Linked DNA regions of Mus musculus: region 1 is linked to region 2. A link is a contact called in public Hi-C data. All regions are on one chromosome and are shown on one strand. The core of a region is the stretch at or near the end of the contact, and the rest is flanking DNA. Distances in the headings are between cores, read along the strand shown. Region 1 has its middle 25 kb from the start of Gm29922. Region 2 has its middle 190 kb from the start of Gm29922.

Region 1 (3,367 bases), core at 534-3,033, 160 kb before region 2:
TTTTCAGCATTTTATAGACAGTGTTAACCATGATTTTTATGCAGTAACTCAAGTTCCCTAACCTACCTTGCCATGAGACTATTTACCAGAGAAGGACATTAAGTCTCTCGTAGCCACCAGATGTTCTCATATCCCTGCTGATAACATCTGCCTCTGTCTGCTTCCTGGCCTCTCTCGTTATTCTGGATGGTTCTGACTTCTCTGCCAAAGCTTTTCCACTGACAGCGTCAGCTTTAAAAGTGGTCAAAATAACAACTTATATTTGGGGACACTTTAAGTACTTTTAATACTTAAAATGTTAAATATAGTTTTAACATAGGAAATAACTTGTGAAATCTGGCCCGTTCACATACCTGGTAGTACTTTTAAAAGCAGATTTGTGGATCCTGTTCCAGAATTACTGAGTCAGAATCTTTATGGTTTTTATGGCTTAACAATCTGTACTTTTAGGCACTCCTGAAATTATGCACAGCAAACATGAGAGTTGATTAAAAAAAAAAAGAAAGAAAAGAAAAGATCATGTATGCCTCTTTTCTTCATGACTGATCAGAAAGTGACATTGGGTTGCTTAAGCCATACTGTTAATAGGCCGTAGTGAGAATCTTCAGTATTAATCTGTAGGACAGGTTTTTCCCAGCCTCACACCATTGACATTTTGGATCAGAGAATTCTTAGTAATAGAAAGCCTATCCCGAGCATTGGATGTTTGGTAGTGTCTCTAGCTGCTACTCAATAGTGCCACTAGTACCTTCATAATTTGTGGCAACAAAACCTATCTCTAGCCATTGCCAAATATCCTCTGGGGAGCAGAATCATCATGGGTGCCTGCCCTATGGCCAAAAGCCATTGAACTAGAGTATATTTATCTTCTTATTTTACTTATTTGCTTGTTTGTTTTTTGAGACAAGGTTTATTTGGGTCACTTGGTCCCCAGGTGATGGCATTGTTTGGGGGGTTATGGAACTTTGGGGATGTGGGACATTGTGGAGGAAAAGGGTTGTTGGAGGTGGGTTTTGACAGTTTAAAATTTGTCTCATTTCCAGTTTTCACACTCTGCTCCCTGTGTGTGGTTGTGATATGATCTCTTGGCTTCAGGCTCCTCCCACTTACTGCCATGCCACTCTGCCATTATGGACTCTATCTCTTTGAAACCATAACACAAAATAAACACTTCATCTCTAGGTTGCTTATGGTCATGGTATTCTAGCACAGCAATAGAAAACTATTTAATACATGGAGAAAAGCAAAGTAGGGCACCAAGTCTTAGAGAGGGCATTGTTTGGAAAGTGTTTATATCGCTGTCTTTCAGCTTACAATGGAAGTAAGAATCAGCCTCCAATGGCAGGAAGACTAGCCAGTTAAGGTGCTTTGAATTATATTATTCCTATTAATGGAATGCCTATTTTACCTATAAGGAAAGAGTATAGCATGGAGGAGAGCCTAGGTGCTTTGCATGCTTCGTATCTCAAGGGTGTCAGCCTTGGGTTGGTCATCAGTAGCTGGTGACGTCATGTGTGTAGGAAGGCATCTGAACCTTAGACTCAGTCTTGACTGTCTATCCAGCAAAATTTGTCAAGCTCCACAGCCCTCTGTAAGAATTGTCATCTTGTCATCATATAACCCAGAAAGAACATGACAGACATGCTCTCCAAATCAGGATCCATGGACTTTGTTAAGACTTCCCCAACTGTTTTAAATTTTATCAGCCTAAACACAGAAAAGGCTCTTCAACAGATGGATTGCGTCAGATTCTGTAAACACTGTGGTAGTTTGGCAGGGTTACTGTTTATGCTGAAAAATGCAATTTGTAAGGTACACACAGACAACCCATGTCCCCCAGTACACACAGCGATAGTTTGTATGTACTGCGCCCCATCATGTGCCTTCTGTCCAGTGCTTTCTAACTTATCAAACACAAAATCGAACAGCTGTCATTTCAAGCATGTGACAGCTGCTTCTGCCCTGCTGCCATTTCCTGGGAACGTGAGAGTTGAAATAAAGCACAGCCTCGGACATTTCTTCTCAGCTTACTCAAAGAAGAAAGGGCCAGGAGGACAGCCAAGCCACACAGTGTTGTAATGAAATCAGGCCTTTTAATTAGGTGTGGGCAGAGCAGATATTGTCCTTTGCTAAAAGATAAGCATCCTGAAGTTTAGGTGGTTTCATAGTCATTGCCTGAGGAAATTCACAAGGATGCTGGTCAGCTTGCCAGGCGCTCCCTCAGCTTGTTCTGGGAATGAATCAGCAAGCTTGGGAAGACAGCATCTTAACTTACATAATCTCATTGGTGTCTTGTTTTCATAGAGTATCTTATTTCTAAAATCAAGGAGAAAAGAAAGTTTGAGCAAATCAGTCTTCAGGCCTGTTTCCAATAGGAGGAAAGGCAAACACAGGTCCATGGAAAGTTCTAGATCAAAAGAGAAGAAACCCTGTACTGGAGATTATAGAGCAGTTGCAGGACATGCGACTGAAGGCCTATCCTCTGCCAGGCTCTAGGTTATTCAGGTTGCTTAGAGAACTTAGGCAGCAATGGCTTTAAAGTGTAAGAAATGAATGTTATAAATATATCATTTTTAAGACCATATATTCAAAGAATATAGGACACAACATCCAGTCCAAGGGAAACAAGAATGGGATGAGGATTAGGGGAACAAAAAAGGAAAAATTAAAGATAGGGCATTACTAACCTGGTCACAGTTCCTCGAACTTTAAAATTGGTCTCTTAAACACAGGAGAATCCCCAAGAAAGGTACATTACCCACTGAATGTGGTGAAGGACAAAGTACCCATAATCCTCTCCCCAGCTAGTCTAAGACCTGGGAGGTGTGAACTCTCCCACATTTCTAGAATTGGATAATTCTCTTCTGTTGTTTAGGTCACCTGCCATCATGATAAAGTCAGATCTGGGTCATGACGCTGCTCAGAACTCTCCACTCCAGGAAGGGAGATGAAAGCCAGGCAGAATGTCAGCCCATGTCTGTGAGTAAAAGGGTTTTAACCCCAAGCAACGTTAAAAAACAAGGCATGATTGGTCTGAGCTTTATCCACAGGTAGGCAGCTCTGGCCAATGGAGTGGTTTTTCACTGAGTCCGATCTAGTAAAGGGCTGTGGAATGCAACTCTTTTTTTTTTATTACGTATTTTCCTCAATTACATTTCCAATGCTATACCAAAAGTCCCCCATACCCTCCCCCCCACTTCCCTACCCACCCATTCCCATTTTTTTGGCCCTGGTGTTCCCCTGTACTGGGGCATATAAAGTTTGTGTGTCCAATGGGCCTCTCTTTCCAGTGATGGCCGAGGTCATCTTTTGATACATATGCAGCTAGAGTCCAGAGCTCCGGGGTACTGGTTAGTTCATAATGTTG
Region 2 (3,534 bases), core at 753-3,252:
GTCAGTAATTTTTATAATTGTAGTCATTCTTATATACCATATGTTCTGTTTTTCATGTTGTAGTATCAATACATTTTTACTCAATATTCTACTTTAGATAACTTTCAACATGATTAAAATTCTGGTGAACTAGTGTCTCTTATTTTAGTACATTTAGTTTTATATTCTTAACTGTTCCTGTACTAAAATGTTTAAATACAAGATATATAACATATGTTATTAAAGTACATAAATATATTTATAAAATATGCATGTAATATATCGTAAGTTTATATATTTATGTACATATTATATACATATAAATATATAAAATAAATTTATATATTATATACAAATTATATTTCTACATATATTAAGATGTATAAAGTCTATTTTAAATATAAGATATAATTAAAAAATAATTTAAAAGTAACAAAAGGACAAAAATATTCACAACTCATATGGAAGACTGGGAATTGATCACTCACCTTGGCATATAGTAGTGGGAAAATTTCAAGGGTCCTCACTAAAAGGTTGTGTCAGAATAGAAATCTAACAACATATTACTACTTTGAAGTGTCATTGCAAAAATGATTACTCAGCGCAACTGAGAGCATACCCAGCTGTACTTTCCTCTACATAGATTCCCCACATGTGCAGAAGCAGAAGCTCATGTGTAGGTACTTCACTTCCAAGTGACTTCTAGAAGAAAGAGTGGCATACAGCCAAGGAAGTGCACAGAGGAACTCAACAAAAGGAGCTCATCCCATTGAAGAAAAGCAACCCTTCATCTTACCAGAACTCCCACGGCCAAAATCCACACTTCCATCTCCAACATCTCTAACGATTTCCTCATACCTAGCCAATACATGGGTGCATTCTTGGTGGACCTCATCCTAGAGGGATAGGAGAGCTTGTTGCCTTTAATGCATAAACCTTGGTGACTCTTGCCTTGTGACTATTGTGACCATGCATGGAAGTATCAAGGATCACTTTGGTGAATCCCCTAGGTTTCTGGTATATTGTGCCTTGTTTCCACTCTATAGCAACAAGCCTGGTGCCTCTACATATCCAGAGTCCGTTATCCTCATCAGGATAAACTGAGGTCTTTGTCTGTTGGTGAATGATAAAGGGTGCTTGTGACAAAATGGAAACACAGTTTGAAGCTTAGTGGAAATCTTCCAGTGTCTCTTGATAGAAGTATGCTCCAAATTGGAAGTTAGGATGTTGACGATAAGAGTCCAGAACATGGTTTTCTCAACCTGGGGACCGTGACCTTTTTAGCAACCCTCTATCTCCAAAAATACTATGTAACAATCATAACAGTAGCAAAATTACAGTTATGAAGTAGCAACGAAAATAATTCTATGGTGTGTGGGGGGAATCACCACAGCGTGAGGAACTGTATTAAAGGGTCGCAGCAGTAGGAAGGTTGAGGACCACTGGTCTAGAAATGAACACTCAGAAACACCATCCAACCAACACGACCTGGGACCACTTTGTAGGCAGCTACCTTAATCAGAGATCCCCAGAATGGGACCAGAGACAAAATTAATTTAGGAAGTGACTCTAGGGAGGAAGGACAAGTGACAGGAGGAAATGTCTACATGAGGACACTTGGTGAAACTGGCCACTGCCTCAATGAACGGGTATTTAATAAAGGCATTTTGAAACTGTCACCCTAGACTCAGAGCTTACAGTATTTGCACCAGAATGTAGTTAAGTTTTTCCATTACATAAAGCTAAGTCACTTAGCGTTGCCAAAACTCTCTTTCTTTAAAGGCCCCCATCCTCTACATACACTGCAGGCTAATTTCATTTTATTGTCCAGGTCAAAGACATTTCCCTGTATCAGATGTCATTTTTTATTTTTCTTGCCCTGAACTTCTAAGTTGCTCTGCCTTGAAGCTCCAGTATTAGATTTCTTGTCAGTGCCAGGACTTTGACAGTCCTCTCTGTTTAGTGTTAACTTCCAATGGCTCACGTGGCGTCCCAGTTTCCAAAGACCTTTGCTCACTCCTCCTCTCATTCCTCCCTCCCACCCCATGCTCTGTGGATGGGTGTTGTGTTCCACTGGCCCCTTGGCCCATTAGTAGACAGAACACACTGTGATGATAAAAATCTTTGCCAAAAATTCCTGGCTATGATCACACGGAGCACTGAAGAAAAAAAAAAGCATTGTTTTTGGTTTTTTCAAATAAATTCTGACAAGCAGTAACCCTGAATATGAACTTCTTCTGAGAGCAGCTTTGTTGGTTGAAGACAGCACAGGATCAAGTCAGAAGATACAGGTTCAACGTGTGCCATTTCTCTCTGTAAAAACTTCAGTGAAGATGGGAGTCACAGGGCACAGGTGAAAGGGAGAAGGAGAAGGAGAGGGAGAGGGAGAGAAATGAGGAGGAGGGGGAGGCTGTCTCTTTAAGGCCAGTGGCCCTATCTGATTAGGTGTCAAGTCCAATGACCCATTTTGACTTAATTGTTTTCTGAAGACTCTGTCTCTACTACAGTCACATCCAAGCTTAAGTCTTCACCCTACATGTTTCAGAGGATAAAATTCATTCTGCAATGACTTCTGAGCTTCTTCAGGCTCAACCATTTCCAAGATGCTCTCTGAGCTACCCTTTAAAACAGTGGGTCTCAACCTTCCTAATTTTGCAACCCTTTAATGCAGTTCCTCATGTTGTGACCCCCAACCATAACATTTTTCATTGCTACTTCATAACTATAATTTTGCTACTGTTATGAATTGTAATGCAAATATTTTTGTTTTCCAATGGTCTAAGGTGAGCTCTGTGAAAGGGTTGTTCAACCCCAAGAAGGTCATGACCCACAGGTTGAGAACCACTGCTTTATTATTCAATATTTTCTTTATTTACATTTCCAATGCTATCCCAAAAGTTCCCTATACCGCCCGCCCCCTGCCCTGCTCCCCTACCCATCCACTCCCACTTCTTGGTCCTGGTATTCCCCTGTACTGGGGCATATAAAGTTTGCAAGACCAAGGGGCCTCTCTTCCCAGGCCAACTAGGGAATCCTCTGCTACATATGCAGAGAACCACTGCTTTAAAGGAGACCCACCTTCCCACACTAACACCACCTCCACTCACAAAGCCTTGCCCAGGGAAGGCTTGCAACCTTTGCTTTCCTCAGATTTCCCTGCCCTTCTCACTGCCAGGACAGTGTAAAACTCCATCTCCATTATGTCCCCTCAGTCCGAGCATACAGAATCTGCTTCTGGTCCTGTCATGGTCCAACCTCCTGTTCTGCCTATCTGCTTCCTGTTTCTAGTTCTAAACTTTCCTCTGACCCTACCCTCTTCCATAAACATCTACGATGAACATTCTAGTAATGTAACTCATATACTATCTTAAAATGAACTTATTTTAAATTAGTTAAGTATTTTTATTAATTATTTTATGAATTAATTTTAAATGAACTTTTTCTTAGCTTATTTCCTCACTTCCTTTAGAACTCTCTATCTTCACCTTCCCCTCTCATTCTTTCTCTCTTCCCTCTCCTCTTCCTCTTTCCCTCCTTCCCTATCCCTCATCTCTC

What was found. Hi-C and Micro-C count contacts between places; a contact is called where the count stands out from the background.
Region 1: a Hi-C map of uterus shows a contact between it and region 2, with 3 times the contacts expected there. The contact joins two enhancer-like sites.

What each region holds. Positions count from the first base shown.
Region 1 is chr4:105,818,832-105,822,198 of GRCm38.p6, reverse strand. No RefSeq gene overlaps it. Among named protein-coding and RNA genes, the nearest start is that of Gm29922, 25 kb to the left of the region's middle. Within about 2 kb of position 1,783, at least 14 of the 459 cell types and tissues checked have an H3K27ac peak or open chromatin away from gene starts, as enhancers often do. A contact at or near this core is called in uterus, where this site is marked.
Region 2 is chr4:105,654,714-105,658,247 of GRCm38.p6, reverse strand. No RefSeq gene overlaps it. Among named protein-coding and RNA genes, the nearest start is that of Gm29922, 190 kb to the left of the region's middle. Within about 2 kb of position 2,002, at least 22 of the 459 cell types and tissues checked have an H3K27ac peak or open chromatin away from gene starts, as enhancers often do. A contact at or near this core is called in uterus, where this site is marked.